2 separate regions of the Hordeum vulgare genome follow, and region 2 is linked to region 1. A link is a contact called in public Hi-C data. All regions are on one chromosome and are shown on one strand. Each heading gives the region's core, a stretch centred on a gene start, on an enhancer-like site or on the middle of the called end of the contact. The rest is flanking DNA. Distances are from core to core; before and after follow the strand shown. Region 1 holds the start of LOC123411621 (zinc finger protein CONSTANS-LIKE 14-like). Region 2 has its middle 140 kb from the start of LOC123411621.

The links. A called contact is a pair of places that touch in the nucleus more often than the background predicts.
Region 2: a contact with region 1 is called in a Hi-C map of leaf, with 6 times the contacts expected there. The contact joins the enhancer-like site here to the promoter of LOC123411621 in region 1. A contact is called at or near these places in 2 of 6 Hi-C or Micro-C datasets (leaf and seedling) and 1 of 1 datasets of contacts at active chromatin or transcription factors (embryo).

Annotation. Positions count from the first base shown.
Region 1 is chr7H:212,787,429-212,790,440 of MorexV3_pseudomolecules_assembly, reverse strand. LOC123411621 (zinc finger protein CONSTANS-LIKE 14-like) reads left to right here and starts at 1,371. Exons shown (of 4, transcript XM_045104586.1): 1 at 1,371-2,418. The coding sequence starts at 1,576.
Region 2 is chr7H:212,931,132-212,933,894 of MorexV3_pseudomolecules_assembly, reverse strand. No RefSeq gene overlaps it. Among protein-coding and RNA genes, the nearest start is that of LOC123411621, 140 kb to the right of the region's middle. Within about 2 kb of position 1,449, at least 3 of the 3 cell types and tissues checked have open chromatin away from gene starts, as enhancers often do. A contact at or near this core is called in leaf and seedling, where this site is marked.

The sequences.
Region 1 (3,012 bases), core at 122-2,621:
CTAGGCGTTGGTGGGCCTAAGGCCCACCTAGGGGTGCGCCCCCCCTCTCCCTGCCCTGGCCGCCGCCCCTCTCCCATCTAGGCAGCCGCACCACCTAGGGTGGGAACCCTAGGGGTGGCGCACCCCCTCCCCTCCTCCTATATATAGGGAGGGTTTTGGGGCTGTTTTGCACATAGTTTTCCCTCTCCTCGGCGCAGCCCTGCTCCTCCTTCCTCCTCTCCTACGGTGCTTGGCGAAGCCGTGCCGGGAGAGCTCGTCTCTCCATCGACACCATGCTGCCGTGCTGCCGGAGATCTTCCCCAACCTCTCCCTCCTCTTTGCTGGATCAAGGTGCGGGAGACGTCACCGAGCTGCACGTGTGTTGAACGCGGAGGTGCCGTGGTTCGGCACTAGATCGGAATCACACCGCGATCTGAATCGCCGCGAGTACGACTCCATCAACCGCGTTCTAGCAACGCTTCCGCTTAGGGATCTTCAAAGGTACGAAGATGCACTCACCCCTCTCTCGTTGCACGTCTCTCCATAGAAAGATCTGAACATGGCGTAGGAAAATTTTGAATTTATGCTACATTATCCAACACCTATCCCTATAAACACTTTTGAGAGACTGGACCAACATATTGTCTTGAAATTTATGAAGTCATCGTAAACACCTCGTCGTTGAGAGGAACCTCTTCTTCCACTGAATGCGCATCGTCGAAAATCCTGAAATAAGTTTAGAAATAAATGCGAGCAAGACTTGAACCCCGGTGACTTGATGGGCTGAGCATACCACAATCCGTCGAACCATCCAATCAGAGATTGATTCATATTTCTAATTAAGAGATGATCTCTTAGCAAAAATGCACATATTTAGAAATATCAAAATATTAAAGATAAGACTAGAAAACTACTCCCTTTGTCTTCTTATAAGTGTCCCAAGTTTAATATAATTTTATACAAAAATTAGTACTCTCTTCGTCCAAAAATACTTGTTAGAGAAATCGATGTATCTAGATGTATTTTAGTTCTAAATACATTTATTCCTATTTATTTTTATAACAACTAATTTCGAACAGAGAAAATATAAAATTAAGACAGTTATTTGAGACTAAGGAAGCCTATTATGCATGAACTTTTTGTCTTATTTTAGTTACATGCCCTAATTTGTACGGGAGTCCTAATCCTTTCCACCGCATCGGGACCCGCTGCCCATGCCCCACCGTGTCAGCCTCCCAGCCCCCTCGCACTCAGCCCACCACCTCAGCGAGCTCCGCTAGATATTTTCCGACATGGCGAGCTCACTGCCCAACCGGTCCCACGTCCTCGGCCCCGCCACCTCAGCGAAATCATAGCGCGGCACGTGGAAAGAGAAGGCCGCGCCCGGCCTCGCTGTTGGGCATGGCGCACGGGATCGGTCCTCTCCCTCGCTTTCTCCCGTACCCTCGCAGTCGCAGCCTCGTTTCGGATTGCATTTGCATAAGCTAAGCGCGCGGCGATAAGAAGCGGCAGAACCCTCTCGCTCTCCCGCCGTTTGACCCGCCTCCCTCCGGCATCGCGGGGTTCTCTGCTCGGGTTGCTTGCTGGGCGCTGGACATGAAGGACGGAGGGGCGAGGCAGCACTGGCCGTGCGACTACTGCGGGGAGGCGGCGGCGGCGCTGCACTGCCGCGCGGACGCGGCGCGGCTCTGCGTGGCGTGCGACCGCCACGTGCACGCCGCCAACGCGCTCTCCCGGAAGCACGTGCGCGCGCCGCTCTGCGCCGGGTGCGCGGCCCGCCCGGCCGCGGCGCGCGTGGCGGCTGGGGGAGGCGAGCCGGCGTTCCTCTGCGTGGACTGCGACGGCGGGTGCGAAGGCGCGGCGCGCGTGCCCGTGGAGGGGTTCGCGGGCTGCCCCGCGGCGGCCGAGCTCGCCGCGTCGTGGGGCGTCGACCTCCTCCCTGGCGGCGGTGGCGCCGCCGCGTTCGGTTGCGGCCTCGGCACTGGCGCCGGCCAGGAGGATGAGGACGCCTTCTTCTTCTCGTCCTTGGACTACTCCATGCTGGTTGACCCCGAGATGCGCGACCTCTACGTGCCCTGCAACCCGCCGGAGGTGGCTGTCTCGGCAGGCGGCGGTCGGCCCCTCAAGGGGGAAGCGCTGTGCGACCAGCTCGCGGAGATGGCGCGGCGAGAGACGGACACGTCGCAGCCGCAGGGGTACTCGGATCTGAGCCCCAGGACTCCTCGCCGGTCCTCCGCCGGGTCTAGCGGGCGCTTGCCTGACAAGCAGCCTCCCCCGCCGCTGCCTCCTGCTCCAGAGGTGCCGTGTCCGTACACGTCCCTGCTGATGATGCCGTCAGCCCACTGCGCCGAGCTTGTCGGCAACGACCGGCTCCCTGATGACGACGAAGAACAACTTCGATGGGAGTTCGCCCCACCCTCATCAGTGCCACCCACCCAGGTAAAAAACATGAGAATAATACTATTGTGCAAACAAATAAATCAATTGTGGGTATTCACTATTCAGACAATTCACATGTAATTGTATTACTAATCAAATGTTTTGTGCGTGTCTTTATGAGTGTCTAAATTAGTTGCATTGCCTTCAGGTAGCCGCATCGTGCTAGCCCGACACACATTAACATCACATGTTTTCTGGGAATGCATTAACACTACACGGTCACGAGAAATGTTCTGATCTTAATTTCCTGAGCAAACAACAATAGATCATCAAACAAGTTTGTTGAAGGCTACATGGTCGCTGCCACTTTGTGCAGTTCCCGGTTAATCCATTGATCAATCAGATCATGGAATGCAATCATGATCTCTGGTCATAGGTCATGGAAAACCTATTTGGCTTTCAGATGAATAATAAGGTGCCAGTTCCAAAGTCATCAGAGTTTAGTTTCCATTCCTTTGTACGTGACTCCTGTGGTTCTCAGGGACTATCCAGCTCTAGTTTTGCCCTAGATTTTGTCAGCCAGACAAGTGATTGGTTTCACTTGTTTTGAGTAGAATTTTTTTTACACTTTATTCGCTCACCATTTATGGTACG
Region 2 (2,763 bases), core at 200-2,699, 140 kb before region 1:
TATTGTATCATCAAATATATTTAATAGCATAAAATTTTAGAAAAATTGAAATGTTTATTTAAATTTGCAAACATTTGTTTTCAAAATGCATAAATTAGTTAATTCGTGAATATGTTTTAGCGATGCACACATTTGGAAATTATGGGACAATTTTCTAAATTAAAGAACATTTTTGAATTCGTAAACACTATCAAGATTATTGAACATTTTACAAATTTGGAAACAATTTAAAATTTATTTAAAGTTTTGTATTTGAGATTATGTTTGAAATCCCCAGCAAATAGAACTTCAGATTGATGAACAGTTCTATAGAAATAAACGAACAATAAACAAAAAATGAATAACAGAAATAAAAAAACAGGAGCGCCCACCCCCACACATGGGCTGGCCGAAATGCATGTGGAGGCGTGGGGGCTGCACGATTAGTGGCTCCCTGCTAACAAGACCTCATAGTTGACGCCTTCTGCACCGGTCAGTGCCAGTGTTTCTGGCGTCGAAACACCGCTGTTATGTCCCGACCCGTCACGCATGCGACGGTTTTAAAAAAATTCATTGATTTTTTAAAAAATCACTCATTTGCAAAAATGTTTTCAAATATTTTAAAGAAATTTCTCAAATTTAGAAAAAGATCATCGATTTTGACTAAAATGTTCATGGATTATTAAAAATAGAGATTGGAAAACTAGACCGAATTTGAAAACGTAATCTTGGATCAACAAAAATATAGCACATGTTCCCAGATATTTATGAATTTGAACAAATTCCACGTGTTTGAAAAAACGATTCATGGATTTAATAAGAGTTCACAAATTAAAAAAAAACATTCGGACCAACAAAAGTATCGCACATGTAAAATATAGAATAATCCTAAAAAATAAGATTATAAAGAATAAAGAAATAAAATGATGAAGAAATAAAATAGGAAAAAATACGCAAGAAAAAATGAACTACAACTACAGCCCTAAATGTGCTGGCCTGCTCGGTCGGAGTGGTGGGCGGCGGTTAGTACATCTACAGCTTAAGGCGCGGAATAAGATCAGGGTCTGACGCACGCTAAATAGGACCTCCAAACTCTTTGTTCCGCCCAACTGAAATGGCTGCAGTAACAAGCGGATAACATGTGAGTTCTAGACATGCTAATTTAATATTTTTTCCGTTTTATAATATAAAAGCATTTTTATAACAGTTTAAAACGTTCTTATATTATGGAACGTGGAGGGAGTACGATAATAACCAGTTTACACTCCCCCGCAAAAAAAAAAAGTTACCAGTTTACACCAGAGTACAGAAAAGCGTAAAACACCTTGTGTTGTGAACAGTGTCACTCGTCTCTCACGCAAACGGGGAATATACGACAAGACAACTTTATTTCCGGTAAGATTAGATTCGGAGCCCAATAATTTAGTCTATACAACTCGGATCCGTAGACCAAACAGACGCTTCTGGACTCCGCGGCTATTAATTAAATCAGATTTGTTAGCATATAATAGTCCTGTCATACACGCACCAGTGCTAAAAGAAGAAGGTAAGCTCGAGCTGCTAATATAATACACACACTAATCATGGCCTTCCACTAGCCGTAGCCCACCTTAATTTAATCATCAATTACCAAATCCAGCTATGCATGTATAGATACTGCGTCCAAGATTTCGTGGGGAATTGTTTATTTCCGTGTCGTCATGGCTGACCTCAATTCAGGAGCTGCTAACTAGTTGCAGCCGGATATGTATTCTCTTTCGTGTCTTATAGTCTGCATTTTCTACAAAATCTAATTATTATTGCAAAATTGTGGCGATCTTAATAAATATAATTCATATATTTGATAGTTTAAGATTTGTAATCCGTCTCCTACCAGCTATATCATTCGGAGATGTGAGTGTTAGAAATATATTTAGAGTCCATGTAGTTGATAATTTAGGATTTGTAATCCGTCTTCTACCTTATCTTTAGAAGATGCTTCTTGTTCTCTAAGTTTGTACTCCTACATATACTCGTCCATGAGGCTTAATACAACATTCATCGTATTATGTCAATCCATCATATTCCACATCAATCCCTCTATCTCTCTTCTAACATGATATGAGATCTAAGAAGTCTTGAGTTCAATACCCGGTTGACGCAATTAAATTGTAGCCTATTTTTGGTCCATGTTTAGGTCTGAGGGAGCCACACGTGAGGGAGAATATTGACGTATAAATTTATTGCCTAGTCTCTTTCATCATATTGATCTTTAGTTTGCATTGGCTACAACATGCACTTCTACGACGTCAGGGACGTCGCTTGGTGGAGGCGGGGTGGCGGCGTTCGAGATGAAGACGACGACGACTGACGTGGCCAGAGCCGGCAGCCGGGCAGCCGACCCGACACGACTGAGGAGCGAGGCGACGGAGCCGGCGAGGCCGAGGGCCGGCAGCCCCAACTCGACATGGACCACGACGTCCTTCGCACGGATACCGCGGCCACGACTACACCACCCACACTCTTAGCTACTTCGACAACGACACAAAGGGTTATCACCTTGCTTGAGCAACTCATCGGCTTCCTCTACATTCCATGCGTTTGCGACGCGACACCGTCCTCGACGCTCCTGTTGTGATTGCGGGGGATGTCAGCCCGTCGGTTGTTATTCTCTCGAGTCTGACCGTCCACGATGCTCCTGTTGTTCACAAGCTATTGCTACGATCATGGGGGGTGTTAGAGATATATTTGGAGTCTATGTATTTGGTAGTCTAGGATTTGTAATCTATCTCCTACCTTATCTCT